5 separate regions of the Mus musculus genome follow, and all the other regions are linked to region 4. A link is a contact called in public Hi-C, HiChIP or PLAC-seq and capture Hi-C data. All regions are on one chromosome and are shown on one strand. The core of a region is the stretch at or near the end of the contact, and the rest is flanking DNA. Distances in the headings are between cores, read along the strand shown.

What was found. Hi-C and Micro-C count contacts between places; a contact is called where the count stands out from the background. HiChIP or PLAC-seq counts read pairs in DNA pulled down with a chosen protein or histone mark. Capture Hi-C pulls out chosen DNA fragments and counts their contacts.
Region 1: a FOXA1 HiChIP or PLAC-seq map of pancreatic cancer cells shows a contact between it and region 4. The contact joins two enhancer-like sites. A contact is called at or near these places in 1 of 15 datasets of contacts at CTCF or cohesin (the NIH/3T3 cell line), 7 of 484 Hi-C or Micro-C datasets (Th1 cells, embryonic fibroblasts, embryonic stem cells and 4 more) and 3 of 115 datasets of contacts at active chromatin or transcription factors (the HPC-7 cell line, bone marrow-derived dendritic cells and pancreatic cancer cells).
Region 2: a contact with region 4 is called in a Hi-C map of group 2 innate lymphoid cells, with 3 times the contacts expected there. The contact joins two enhancer-like sites. A contact is called at or near these places in 1 of 15 datasets of contacts at CTCF or cohesin (the NIH/3T3 cell line), 24 of 484 Hi-C or Micro-C datasets (the BV-2 cell line, the CH12 cell line, Th2 cells and 15 more) and 3 of 115 datasets of contacts at active chromatin or transcription factors (the HPC-7 cell line, embryonic fibroblasts and pancreatic cancer cells).
Region 3: a Hi-C map of the CH12 cell line shows a contact between it and region 4, with 2.7 times the contacts expected there. The contact joins two enhancer-like sites. A contact is called at or near these places in 4 of 484 Hi-C or Micro-C datasets (the CH12 cell line, embryonic stem cells and liver) and 1 of 9 other capture datasets (embryonic stem cells).
Region 5: a contact with region 4 is called in a capture Hi-C map of bone marrow-derived macrophages, with 6 times the contacts expected there. The contact joins two enhancer-like sites. A contact is called at or near these places in 3 of 39 promoter capture datasets (the C10 cell line, embryonic stem cells and trophoblast stem cells), 2 of 15 datasets of contacts at CTCF or cohesin (the NIH/3T3 cell line and large pre-B cells), 1 of 115 datasets of contacts at active chromatin or transcription factors (embryonic stem cells) and 1 of 9 other capture datasets (bone marrow-derived macrophages).

Annotation. Positions count from the first base shown.
Region 1 is chr10:98,950,401-98,953,100 of GRCm38.p6, reverse strand. The region is part of intron 1 of Atp2b1 (ATPase, Ca++ transporting, plasma membrane 1); the gene reads right to left. Among named protein-coding and RNA genes, the nearest start is that of Atp2b1, 37 kb to the right of the region's middle. Within about 2 kb of position 1,255, at least 44 of the 459 cell types and tissues checked have an H3K27ac peak or open chromatin away from gene starts, as enhancers often do. A contact at or near this core is called in the NIH/3T3 cell line and pancreatic cancer cells, where this site is marked.
Region 2 is chr10:98,934,165-98,936,864 of GRCm38.p6, reverse strand. The region is part of intron 1 of Atp2b1 (ATPase, Ca++ transporting, plasma membrane 1); the gene reads right to left. Among named protein-coding and RNA genes, the nearest start is that of Atp2b1, 20 kb to the right of the region's middle. Within about 2 kb of position 1,439, at least 3 of the 459 cell types and tissues checked have an H3K27ac peak or open chromatin away from gene starts, as enhancers often do. A contact at or near this core is called in group 2 innate lymphoid cells, where this site is marked.
Region 3 is chr10:98,840,607-98,843,306 of GRCm38.p6, reverse strand. The region is part of intron 6 of Gm34346 (a long non-coding RNA gene); the gene reads left to right. Among named protein-coding and RNA genes, the nearest start is that of Gm40750, 35 kb to the right of the region's middle. Within about 2 kb of position 1,401, at least 40 of the 459 cell types and tissues checked have an H3K27ac peak or open chromatin away from gene starts, as enhancers often do. A contact at or near this core is called in the CH12 cell line, where this site is marked.
Region 4 is chr10:99,080,290-99,082,989 of GRCm38.p6, reverse strand. No RefSeq gene overlaps it. Among named protein-coding and RNA genes, the nearest start is that of Poc1b, 25 kb to the left of the region's middle. Within about 2 kb of position 1,284, at least 52 of the 459 cell types and tissues checked have an H3K27ac peak or open chromatin away from gene starts, as enhancers often do. A contact at or near this core is called in the CH12 cell line, the NIH/3T3 cell line, bone marrow-derived macrophages and 2 more, where this site is marked.
Region 5 is chr10:98,897,282-98,899,981 of GRCm38.p6, reverse strand. No RefSeq gene overlaps it. Among named protein-coding and RNA genes, the nearest start is that of Gm34346, 16 kb to the right of the region's middle. Within about 2 kb of position 1,436, at least 62 of the 459 cell types and tissues checked have an H3K27ac peak or open chromatin away from gene starts, as enhancers often do. A contact at or near this core is called in bone marrow-derived macrophages, where this site is marked.

The sequences.
Region 1 (2,700 bases), core at 6-2,505, 130 kb after region 4:
TCCCAGACATTGGATGGTTGGAGATTGACTTTTGCTTTTGATTGTGACTGTGCCCTGATATTTTCCCTCTTGAAGGAAGAAACTGTTTTAGTGGAGCCCACAGTTAAGAGACTTTTAATTGTAAAAAAGACTTTAGATTTTAAAAGAGATGGATATTTTAAAGAGATTGAAAATTTAAGAATATGTAAAGACTGTGGGACTTTTAAAGTTATTTAGAATGGGAATGAATAAGATTGTAAGGGTTGAGGCTTACTAGTGATGTTTTTGTGTGTCAAGTTGACAAGGGGTCAATTGTACTGGTTAGTTTTGTGTCAACTTGACACAGCTGGGGTTATCACAGAGAAAGGAGCTTCAGTTGAGGAAATGCCTCCATGAGATCCAACTCTAAGGCATTTTCTCAATTAGTGATCAAGGGTGAAAGGCCCCTTGTGGGTGGGACCATCTCTGGGCTGGTAGTCTTGGGTTTTAAAAGAGAGCAGGCTGAGCAAGCCAGGAGAGGCAAGCCAATAAAGAACATCCCTCCATGGCCTCTGCATCGGCTTCTGCTTTCTGACCTGCTTGAGTTCCAGTCCTGACTTCCTTGGTGATAAACAGCAGAATGGAATTGTAAGCTGAATAAACCCTTTCCTCCCCAACTTGCTTCTTGGTCATGATGTTTGTGCAGGAATAGAAACCCTGACTAAGACAAAGGTACAACATGATCTACAAATCCCGATATGATATATATACATATATCCAACATGCTCTTTAGTAACTTTTTACTCTTGTCTGTGTAACCTGTCTGTGCATAGGCAGGATTGGAGAGTTTCTGACATTGACCTTTAAAAAAAAAATCCCTCAAGTGGAATTGAGAGGACCTGGGTTCTCTGCGCCATGTGAAAGCGAGGAGTGGAGGCCCCATCTGTAAACCTCCCTTTCAAATTGCCCACCACTGAAGGACAGGGCTGGGAGGATCTCAGATGTCTGCTGGCCAGTCAGTCCAGCTGACGGAGCGAGCTCTTGGTTCAGTGAGCAACCCTGTCTCAAACAATGCGTGAAAAGTGACAGAGGAGACACCCAGTGCTGACACCTGGCCTCCACTCCATACAGTCAAAAAAGTGTGTACAGTCACACTCATCTACCACACACACAGACAAATGTACTTTAAATACCATAAATCAGTTAAATGGCATTCTGATTTTTATATCCAGCTCATGATCGCTGTCAGGACACTGAGCTTCGGCGACTCCAAGTGTGACTCATTACGAGGTAAATCTACAACAGGATATGATTATTCCCATCCTGTGAGAGAGATCCTCTCAGGGACAGCTCGTCCTCTCCCTCCCAAGATGAGACACGTGGCCACCATCATCTGTTACCTCTTCCTTCTTCCAATCTGAGTGTAAGAATGAACATCAGAGGAACAAGATTTTCGGCTAGGCTATCCTGGCCCTTAATCCCTAGCAGGTCACATCTGCTGGCCTCAGTTTTCTCATGTGTGCACAAGTAAGACGAGTCACCTTCCCCTCCTTATCTACTCTTCTCATGGACAGGCCCCTCCGCATTCCACAGGCAATTCGTACTCTGTGACTGGCTTTTCTAGCCACTTTCTGTCTCTCCCTACCACTTCCTCTATACCTACCTCAGTACAGTCCAAGGTCAGTACCCACTTAGGACTTTAGATTCCTACCCTACTCTATACAGCACGGTGGAATCCAATCGTGTATATCTCTGCACATACAAGGCATTAGAGGCTAGTGCACACCTGAAGGCCCACACAGAAGAGTATGTGTTCAGTTCAGACTGCACCTGCACACTGATTTTCCTCTCCAAGTTCTGTCTGTTGATTTTACTCGCTTGACACTAAAATTTCAAACTCTAAGCCTAAATTCATTCTAGCAACTGAGTCTGGATGTCCTAAAGAGGGACTAACTCACGGAACTCTAACAGAGTTTCTACCAGCCCAGTAAAACATGTCTCTTCAGCCTTTTCTCAGCCTTGCACACATGGGACTCTAAGAGGGAAATGGTATATGTTGCATTTCCTGAGCTTAATTTTAACTTTCTTCCCCTCCCTCCCTCCCCACCCCCCCTCCATTAATACCTACTAATACACCCTGGAGCCAGTGTTTCATAGGTTATTTCAGAAACGCTCCTCCAGTCAATGTTTCTACTATCACTTACTGGTAAAAGCAACTCTGATCTGCTCTATCTACCCAATATTCCTAAGTCAGTCCCTCTATAACAGTGGCTCTCATCTTGTGGGTCACAACCCTTTGGTGGGAAGGGCAATCACATCAGATATTTACATTATGATTCATAACAATATCAAAATTACAGTTGAAGTAGCAATGAAATAATTTTATGACTGGTGTTCACAACATGAGGAACTGTATTAAAAGGTCTCAGCATTAGGAAGGTTGAGGACCACTGCCCTCTAACTCTCCACCTTACTTTTGAAGCATAGTATCTTGCAGAGCCCAGGACTCTTCACCTGGCTGGAGGCTGCCTGGCCAGCAAGCCCCAGAGATCCTCCTGACTGGCCATCAGTGCTGAGTCTACAGATGTGTGCTACCCTACTCAGCCTTTTATGTACGTAGTCAGAATCTGAACTTGCTGAGCCATCTCCTTGGCCCATCAAATTCTCTTCATATTATGTCCCATGTAAGAGTTATAGGTCCTGTCCATTAAATGCAAATGTGGCTACCAACATTTCAGAGCT
Region 2 (2,700 bases), core at 190-2,689, 150 kb after region 4:
GAGGAGCACCCTCTCCCCCCCCCTCCCCCCCCGCGGCTAAACACTAGTGCATTCTTGAAGACTTGCATACAGTCTGTATTTCAGGCTCCTACATACTAAAGCAGAGCAAAGATTCACTGTTCCTGTCTGTCTCGCCAGGCCCTAAAACGGCTATTAAATAGAATTTAAACTTCAGATAATCAACAAAAAACATTTAGCCTACATATGTCCCAGGTAATATTTGGAACACATTAAAAAAAAAAATATTCATTGGCAAACTGGTCCTGTTTTCTGATTACGAAGCCCAGTTTCCAAGGAAACAATTTTAAAACTAAATTAAACATCAACTGTAATTTCGTTTTTCTTTGATTCTGAAGGAAATTGGGTCTCCCAGGAGCTAAGCATCACCTTGGTCTCGTCTCACAGCCCAGCACACTTACAAACACTGGGAATGAATTGTAATAGACTGTCCATCTGGCCTGTGTTTCTGGCCCTACCTAATAACCATTATGCTTATGAGAGAAAAAGCTGAAAGACCTCAAATGCCCAGTTGGCAGTTGGGGTGTGGGGGGCTCGAACCCACATCCTGCCCAGGCTCAGCATGGCTTCTTACCCTTACTCTATCACTCACTTGCTCTATCAGTATTTACACTTGTTGATTATTGTTTTTCACACACCACCAAGTCAGCCTGGGAGACAGCTCTTATCCTCACATCTATGTCTTACCTTTCCCGTGTACACACTGCGGGCACATCACACAGACACAGTGGTTTGCTTCTGCTAATTTGCTCTTCATTTATTTATCTTGAGACAAGATCTCATGTGTCCCGGGCTGACCTGAAACTACTGGCCTCGAAAACGATGGGACCACAGATGTGTATCACCATGACCTGCTAATCACTGTTTCCTAAATATCAAATGGCTGTCGATCACTGTATACAGAAGGTGCGCTGTGCTTCTGAGTCGTACTGATCCCTGGGACTAGGGTGCTGTTGCTTTAATAAAACCACATTGACTGTTTTAATTTTCTTTAGTTTAAATACGGAATGTATGGACACCCCATTACTTACTTTTTGGAAACGTAGATTCTTCAGAGTAAGACTTCACTAGGCATTGGATACAATTTCTAGATTTTTTAAATAGATGTCATTACTATTATGCATGCATAAAGCTACTACAAAAAATTTTAATACACCAGAATATATATACAGGTTGGTAATGCGTGCTTTATACCAAGGGAGAATTATCTTCAGCCTTCTGGATGGGCTCGCATTGCCTGAATCATCTATAACTTCAACTCTTGGTGGTTTTTTTAAAGAAAATGTCTCAAAGATAGCAAATCTTCATTTTAAAGAAGATATACTTGAAGTAATTTTGTAAATAAGTCTCATTAATGAGGTTGGTAGCTCATCATTCTGTAAGGATAGTGGCAAAGTTGTGACTCATCCCTTTTCTTGGGCTACTGGCAAAACTGTCAGAGGCAAGTCCCTACACAAATCAGCGTTTTGTGACATGAAATTTCCTAGGTCAATCAGATCATCAAACTCCTATGCCCAAACTGTTGGTTTTGACCAAGATGCCCTTTTCTCTGTTTTCCCCTCTCCCTAGGATCATCAGGATAATTACTATGCCCTCCCTCATCCCCATCTGTTTCTCACAGTATGAATTCCTCCTTTAAGGCCAGGGTAATGCCACCAAACGTGGCAGCACACACCTGAAGGCCCCAGCACTTGGGAGGTGGAGGCAGGATGTCTGCAGAGCAAGCCCAGCTGCATGAGATCCTATCTCAAACAAAGAATAATGGATTAGGACAGTATCAAATATCCACTGCTGTCTGATACTTCAAATGAGAGACACACTCTAATGAGAACTAGATCTAAACAGGTCCCTTTTAAACCAGCATTTTGTAAATAAGATTAATTAAATGCATAATATCCTAAACAGTTTTGCAGAAATAGTTGGATGAACAGGCTAGCATTTCAAGATCGATCCAAGAACATTTTAATTTCGAGAAAAGAAAAAAACAAAACTGAGAAACCAACAAACATATCTAGCTCATGACACACCAAAGGCACAGTTATTGGCAATGGAAAGAGCAACTGCCCAGGACTAGAGAACTGTCCCACTGGTCAGTCCTTCAGGCCCCTGGGCACTTGTCCTTAGGTCCTTGTCTACAGAGGAAGGAACTGAAGGGCTTATCACCTTATCAGGAATGCTGCCAAACAGATGAAGGCACACCAGCTGTTGGTGCAATGTGCTTCTCACAATCACCTAACTGTGTAAGAAAATCAGACTCTAGCCTCATGACTATAAAAACTAAAGTCAACAAGCCAACCTGTTCTCCTAAACTCAGGCCAAAGGGTGACATCCATGACATATGTGGCATGTCATGGTTTGAATGAAAATGGCTCTTATAGGCCCATGCAGTGGCACCACAGGGCCTTGTGGCCTTGTGAGAGTGGGTGTGGCTTTGTTAGAGAAAGTATGTCACTGGGAGTGGGCTCTGAAGTCTCAGATGCTCAAGCCAGGCCCAGTGTCTCATTCACTCTTCCTGCTGCCTGCCAATCCAGATGTAGAATTCTTAGCTACCATGCCTGCCTGCTGGCCGGCCAGTATGTTTCTCACTCTGACAATAATGGACTGAACCTCTGAACTGCAAGTCAGCCCTAATTAAATGTTGTCCTTTATAAGAATTGCCTTGGTCATTATTTCTCTTCACAG
Region 3 (2,700 bases), core at 152-2,651, 240 kb after region 4:
GATTCCATGAGGAGGCATCCATGATTTTTCATCAGTACCACATGAGAGCCTCTGTTTTCAATATCTATCTCCAGCCTCACAATATCCTCTTCCTCACCTGTCTGCATTCTACTTGGGACTTTTGTAGTAGAGTTAGCCAATGGGAAAACCGAGAAAGGTAGAATGAGGTCCAGGGATATATTACTTTAGTCTCCTCTCTATAGTCTCTACCCCTATGACATGTTTCATTGTCAGTAGAAGGTCAGGTAGTTCATCTCTCAGGTTGAAGCTCAAGATGCTGTAATGGCCCACTCTTCTGTGTTGCTTTAAGCCTAGGTGTGAAGAATGCACGCCTTGTGATTTATTTACATTTCCCCTTTATGAACTGCCCACACACCTCCCACTTCTAATGTGTCATCTCTTCCCTGCCCTGATATGTACAGTATAAGCTCCTATTGCATCATTAGCTTCTTCTTTCCTATATCTTCAACTGCACATAGTGCTTGCTGGACTTCCAGTCTCCTTAACAACTTGCCTTTTATTTCAATCCTGACCTTCTGTGCCAAAAAAGCATCAGGGAATTGGATCTACCTGTTCTGCTCTGTAGCCAGCTCCCTAACATGTCTGGGGGCTTTGCCTTACTCTCACATCCCTGGAGTAATTTGTACCCAAAGATTGCTGCCTCGTGTTCTTTTAGCCATGATCTAAATCCCAAGTAGTATTTACTTTCCTGACAGAGACTCTAATATCACGCTTCTCTCCTCTTTGTACTGACCCAAGTGTAACTGTTACCAGAATAAGACCAGGCTGCCCACTTTTCAAAGGCCAGTGCTTGCAAAATGAGACTTGTAGCAGACTACTCAAAGGTTAGCCCTGAAGAAGATAGAAGGGTGATTTCTTCAGTCTCTGTGGAAACAGGGAATCAGGAGGCACACAGTTGTTTTATAGATGAGGGGAATGAGAGCTGGGCAGGAAAGCTATGCTATGTGTTTAGTGGGGTCACCTTCATTAGATTGTGTGTCTCCTTCTTTCTTCTCTGGATAGATCATTGAAGTGGACTTTGAACTCTGGGGACTAATTCCAGTTAAAATTCATGGCTGTTCACAGGCTTTGTGCTGTTTCCCATGGGACAAAACTCAGGGAAGAACGTTGTAGAGGTCACATGGCCAAGGTGCATCTAAAGAAGAAAGAAAGATTTGAGCAGTTAACATCTCAACCCTTGAGGGGGAGCTTCTAAACACTCTTAGAATGAATATATCATCTTCCACGGAAGCGTTGCAAACAGTTCAGGAAGTGGTAGAAGGGAGGGGACATTAACTGGTTAGGAAGGGGAGTTGAAAGTAGGTGTAGCTAGGACTGCCCAGTTCCAAGGTTCTGTAAGTTTGTTGTAGGTTCTCAAGCCCCATGAGGGATGGCAGAGTGCAGACCATACTGCCAGGCCCCTTAACAAGCTCTGAGAGAGCACAGCTGGAGTGGGGCCACTCCCTACCCACATCAGGCTTGGGCCTATTCAACCCTATAGAGACAAAGGTCCTAAAACACTATTGAGCCATTTAGGCTTCTGGGGTCCTCCATCCTCAGCCTCCACCCTCCATCCCCCTCAGTTAGAGAGTTAGCTTTTCAGAGACCATGTGACTGGCAGTCTGCTAATCTGACTGATACACTTGGAAAGTCCCTGCCTCCTCCCAAAAGCTTAGCTATTTGAATTGGTGCATCCCTAGGGTATGCCTGTCTTCTGTCAGGCCTGCATATGCAAATTAGGCATATTTAAAATTAGGCATATTTTCTCTCTTGTTCTTTTTCCTCCCCTCTCCCCCTTGACTCGAGCCCTATAAACGAGCCTGCCATTCCGACAAAGCTGTCTGTTGACAAAGTGTACTGCCTCTGCTGTACTCACCACTATCCAGAGAGACTCTGCTCCCAGGATAGTCTGCACCTTGAGACCACAGGTGCACAACAGCTCACGGGGGAGTCAGGGAACCCAGAGTCTGTCTGCTTGCTTCCAACTGGGTTTGACCATCAGGACCTCTTGCTGGAGACTCCAGGAAGAGACTGAGCGAAAGACTGATAGACGAGGCTATAACTACTCTATTTTTTCCCCCTTTTGGAGCTACCTTGCCTCCTCACGCCAGAGGTCAGAGTTTTTCTCTAGGTGGTCCTCAGCTTCCAGATTCCAGGCATTCGTTTTCATCTTCTCACCATCTGGCCTAAACGTTATTGGACTTGTTTTGGCCTCTTCCTGCAGTATGCCAATCAATGAAATGATGGATTTTACTAAAGGGAGACCATCTAATGAAGTGGCCGTCTGTGATGATCGGAGAACAAGCCTCGGTACCACTTTCCTAAGGATAGCACTTACGGATAATTATGAGGTGAAGAAGCAGGATGGTCTGAGGCACGGGGAAAGGTGATTGGGAGGCAAGGAAAGTAAGGTAATTTACGGTCTGCAGACGCATAATCAGACTTCATGGCTCCTCAAAGGACGCTTGCTCAGATAATGGCAGCCTAATGTTTTCTGAAGGTGGAAATTTAGCCCAGGGACATAAAAAGGTCACCACTAGCCACTTGTGCTGGCCCAGATGAATGGCTAATGGTTTGAACCAGTTTGAGCTGCTTCAAAGTTACTGAAAAAACAACGTAATTGTTACCATTGTGAAACATTGTCAGAACTGTTATCTATAGTGAAGTTAATGGGCGTATATGGGAGTGTCCCGCTTCTCT
Region 4 (2,700 bases), core at 35-2,534:
TGAGTGTTCCAAGAAGGAAACAACGCTCTCCAAGTGAAATATTAAGGGTAATGGTGAGAGGAATTGCTCCCATCCATACTCATGTCTGGGTTTCCAGAGTCTATATTGGCTGTTGATCTGACCACTTCAGAAGACAGGCTGTCTTCATCAGGGTTTCTATTTCTGCACAAAACATCATGACCAAGAAGCAAGTTGGGGAGGAAAGGGTTTATTCAGCTTACACTTCCCACATTGCTGTTGATCACCAAAGGAAGTCAAGACTGGAACTCAAGCAGGTCAGGAAGCAGGAGCTTCAGACTGCTGTAACAAAATGCCACAAGCTACATGGCTTATGGGTGCAGAAACATACTTTTCACAGTTCAAGAAGGCAAGAGATTCTGAGCTTAATGAGATTCTATATTCCCTGGCTCACAGATAATACAGCTGGTCACCTTGAGTGTTGGGAGGCTCTCTGTTGTCATACCACTAATTCTGTGAGGGCAATGCCTCCCTGAACTAATCATATTCCGAGAGTTCCACCTCTAATGCCGCCATGCTGGTGATTAAGTTTCAGCCTAAGAGTCTTGAGTCTAGGGCTAAAGAGATGGCTCAGTGGTTAAGAGCATTGGCTGCTCTTCCAGAGGTCCTGAGTTCAATTCCCAGAAACCACTTGGTGGCTCACAACCACCTATAAGGGAATCTGATGACCTCTTCTGGCCTGTAGATATATATGCAGCAGAACACTCATACATTAAATAAATAAAATTTAAGAGAGAGAGAGAGAGAGAGAGAGAGAGAGAGAGAGAGAGAGAGAGAGAGAGTCAGAGTCTTGAGTCTACAACCGTTCAGAATATGGAAGCTGGGAGAGAGACTCACTGACAGCAAGTCAAGAGACCATCATAGCTGCCACCTTCTTTAGCCTTCTGTATACATGTCCTCTGGGAGACCAGTAGGAGCTTCAAACAGCCTTTTAGAAGGTTATCCCCTTGCTTTTAGATGATCTTGATAGCAATCTTCCAAGCCTTGGATAAACCGACCAACTCACTAGCCACGCTCTGTAAATGTCCCTATCTCAGGAAACCACAAATTATCTCCTATGTGACTAACCATAACCCTTGTTCATGATAAGGGTTCCTTCTGACTTTCAGGACCAACCCAGAAAGATAGCTTCTGAAATCCGGCAGTGCCCCCTTCTTCCTCATTAAGTGGTCATGGGAAATTCCCCATGACATCAGAGTCATAATTGGAGGGAAAGTTGGGAAGCGGCAAGAAGCCTGAGTCATCTGCTTATGCAAAGAAGTGCCGAAAATAGAGCGGGAGAGGTGAGGAGAGGCGGAGCAACAGCTCGCCCACACATGCGCAGTTCCTTACCCTTAAGTTAGTGTGAAATGATTCCTTAGCGAGCATGCAGTTCCTTACCCTTAAGTTAAAGTGAAATGATTTCTTAGCGAGCCTCCTTTTCACTGTGAGAAAAATCCTCATGAACACAAAAGCTTCAACTTTTTAAAAAAAGATGCTAACAAGGCAATGAGAGATTATCTTAGCATATCTTGACACATTTAAGATAAATATCTTACAGTCTTTATTAAATAAACCAGAAGTCGAGAAGTAGACATATCTAAGATCTGTGTCTAACTGATTTTTCCTAAGAAGTCTTTAATATTTGTGTGTGTGCTCGCGTGCTCATGATCGCTCACACGTTTTCTCCCTGAGAAGTCATAGGAGTGGCTTTATTTTGTGAAATTACAAGTTTTATGCTTACGATATGTATGATTTTGTATATAAGTATTCCATATGACCCAATGAAATGTATTCTCTGTATATGATGACCTTTCTTTAAATATTTCCATAAAACAGAAACTAGATGAGAAAATTTCATGGCATACTGCACAAGGTACTGCATTCTTGCAGCTGAATCACCCAGTCTACCAGAGCTATTTGCTGACTGCTTAGAACACAAGGACTTGCCTTAAATACCACCTACCTATACAGCAGGGAGAGTGAGATATAAAAGCAATAATCCATTCACTAACCAATTATTCACATGGCTAGAGGAGATGACTTGGTCATTAACAGCACTGTCTGCTCTTCCAAAGGTCCTGAGTTCAATTCCCAGCACTCACATGGTGGCTCATAGCTAACTGTCCTGGGATCTGATGCGCTCTTCAGGCATGCAGGAGCACACAGACACACACAAACACACACACAGATAAATAAATGGATCTTTAAAAAACCAAAAATGTATTCACTAAACACCTACGATATGTTAGACAACCATCTAGACAGTTGAGATTCCATGAGTGAGCAATAAGAGACAGAACCCCTCGTCATGTGGAGCTGATTCCTTGTGAAAGGAGACTGTCAATTAACAGCAACCAACAAGCACATTACAAAGTACATTAGAAGGGAATAATAGCTAGTCAGGAAAATAAAGCAGGTAAAAGAGATACAGGGGGCTCTGGGGAGACGGTTGTAGTTTTAAGATGTCTGGCAGCAGTCACCTAGAAAGTGGTCCTTAGGCAAAGCTCTGATAGAGAGGAAATGAACCGTGGCATGGCCGGAGAAGAACAAATGTGGAGGCAGGGGACCAAGGTTCAGGCAAATGGGTTAGTATGGTTAGGGTAAGTCAGCAAGGGGCGTGGAATCGATATGATGTCAGATGCCCAATAAAGGAGAAGACAATTGTAGGCTGTTGTAACAATTCAGTTTTTTATTTTCAGC
Region 5 (2,700 bases), core at 187-2,686, 180 kb after region 4:
TATGGTAGGCATGACAGACACAACGATCCTCATCTGGTAGGAAGAACAAAGAATAGCAATTCTAGTTTAGTGTGGTAAGTGCCAGGTATTGACGTGTGCGTGGGAGCCTAAGAGAGGAGATGATGCCCATTTTGAAGCTTGGATTCTGAACAATCAGCTTGGGCATGAGGGGTAAAAGGAGAGAGGTTTCATGTAGAAGGAACAGCATATGCCAAAAAAACCTAAGAAAGCTGAGGAGATACTAGCTTTTCCACACATCACAGCCTTGAGCACAGGATCTACCAAAAGCCGATTAAAGGAATGGAGTTGGAGAGAGAGGCTGAAGGCAGTGTCCTAATGTGACGGGAAGAATCTTAGACTTTCAAGGCAGTTGTGATGCTTAGCCCTACAGTCCCATTCCTCAGGAGGCTGGGGCAGCAGGGCATGGGCATTGAGGCCAGCTTGGGTTACTTCATCAGTTCTAAGACAGACTGAGTTCCAGACTGAGGCACTGCCTTCAAACAAATGAAGGCACAATCACCATCAATACGAATAACAACACGGGGAATGCAGAAATAGAGAGACACACTCAAGGAGAAACATTTAAAGATTTGTTTTCTATAAGGCTCCGCTCTCCACTGATGGCTGTACTTACAAAGGTTATTTCTCTTGTTGGTTATTGATACCAGTTGAAACATCTGAAGCAAATAAAATACGTTAAAGATTAAATATGTATGTATGTATGTATGTAATTGTGTGTATGTATATCCTTGTTGATAATCCTGAGTGGTGTATGGGGAAGAATAAAAAAGAGAAATGAGATAGAATAGTAAGAGAGTTAAAAAATGATATATTTAAATATATAAGAGGAATACAAACACATAAGAGAGGCTAACAACTTAGGGGGTAAGATAAAAGAATAGAAAATAGAGAACTCCCGTTTAGGACAAATGCTTGAGCAATGTATAACACACACACACACACACACACACACTGAAAATTTTATACATATAAAACTTTCTATTGTATATGCACATGGTTCCTATAAACACTGTAACCGACTTAACTCTACAGATATGGGTAAAAACATATTTTGGATTTGGCATTAAATATCTACTGAAGCTAAAATTGTCACATTTAATCAATTGCCATTAATCCAGACAACTAGAACGTATTGATCTAGGAAGGAGCCCAATGGCAAAACCATTTTCCAAAAAGAGACAAAGTCTTTGTAGGAGAAACACAAGGTGCGACTCCATCAGCAGCAAATAAAAATAGTGGAGCCCCCAAAGGGCCTGTGCAGTAAGATGAAATGATTGAAAACTCCAAGCTCTCTTTCGGTTTGGGCAAGTTCTTGGTCAACATTCAAGAGGTTTATTTCTGGAGGTGTTCTGTTTCTTCCTTGCTGCTGGTGTTGTTTTAAAGAGCAGGTACTTTCCTGCAACCCAGGCTCCTTCTTCCTGTTGCTTCATCCCAGCCTCATTTCTGCAGAGATCTTGAGTCTCCTTCTCATGCTATACAGTTGAAGGATAGTTGACAGTATGAATTCTAGGGATCCAACTAGTGAGGGACATAGTTTTAATTAGCAAGCAGTCACTCCTCTGGTGGGTCTCAAATAATAGAACATTTAGGAACTTACTCCACTGATGTGTTTAATTCTTTCGTTCCAAAATAGCTCAATTCTTATGTTACCATGGAATGACTTTTCATTGTGCAAACATTTCTCTTGTCTGTTTGGTTCCTCCTCCTAAAAAGGGATGTGTAGCAATTGCCCAGTTCACATTATTGTGGTGGTGATGGTGACTCAGGACATTGAAAGACATGTGACTTTCGGACTTTTCCCCCCCATGTCATTTTCCACTATAGTTCACGTAGTGCATGCACTAATTGCAGGCATCTCATGTAATAATTTGTAAAGTTTTCCATGACTGCAGAGATGCCCAGACTTTTAATACTCTATGTGGACAAAAGTCCATTTTCCTCTGTTGTTGCTTCCTTGTTTGGCTGCCAAGCTTGCTGATAGCAACCTAATGAGCAGAGAGTAAACTATTATTGCTTTAATTGGTCTCCACTGCTAACTCTTAGGAGGCTTTTAGAAATGCATTTATTATATAATTAAGAGATTTGTGATTCCTTTTAAGTTATCGGCCATAAAAGGCCTGGTTTAATATCATAATTACAGTCACTTCTCTTGTTGCTCTGGGTCAGCAGTCTAGTCTCACCCTTAGAGATTGGTTTTTCAAAGTCAAGTTGTTCCTGTTAGAGCGTTTCATTCACAACCCAACTTCCGGTGCGCTTCTCATTTGTAAAAACCACAACCTCACCAATTCCACGAAGATTAAAATCACCGGTCTGTTTGTGTCCGTTTCTCATTTACTACTCTGATTCTCACATCTATGGCTTTAGAGATGCTCCACTTTAATACTCAAAGCTGTAGCTTGGTAATTTAGGCCACGGTAAAGTATATGCTAGGGAAATGTTCTGAGTTTAAAATATGGACCTGACAAAGAGAACATTTTTAGATGTCAAGAAAGTTTTCTTCTATTGTGTTTGTTGCATATCTATTGTGTCTAAGCCTTTATTCTGAACCCTCTTGCCCTTGCTTTCTGACTACTTTATGTTTTGTTTTTCTTGAGCATGGCTGGATTCTTCCTTGGTGCTTGTGTAAGGTGGTCTACCTCCCTTGTCAACAGGCCCGCTTACAGTTTGGAATCTTGGATT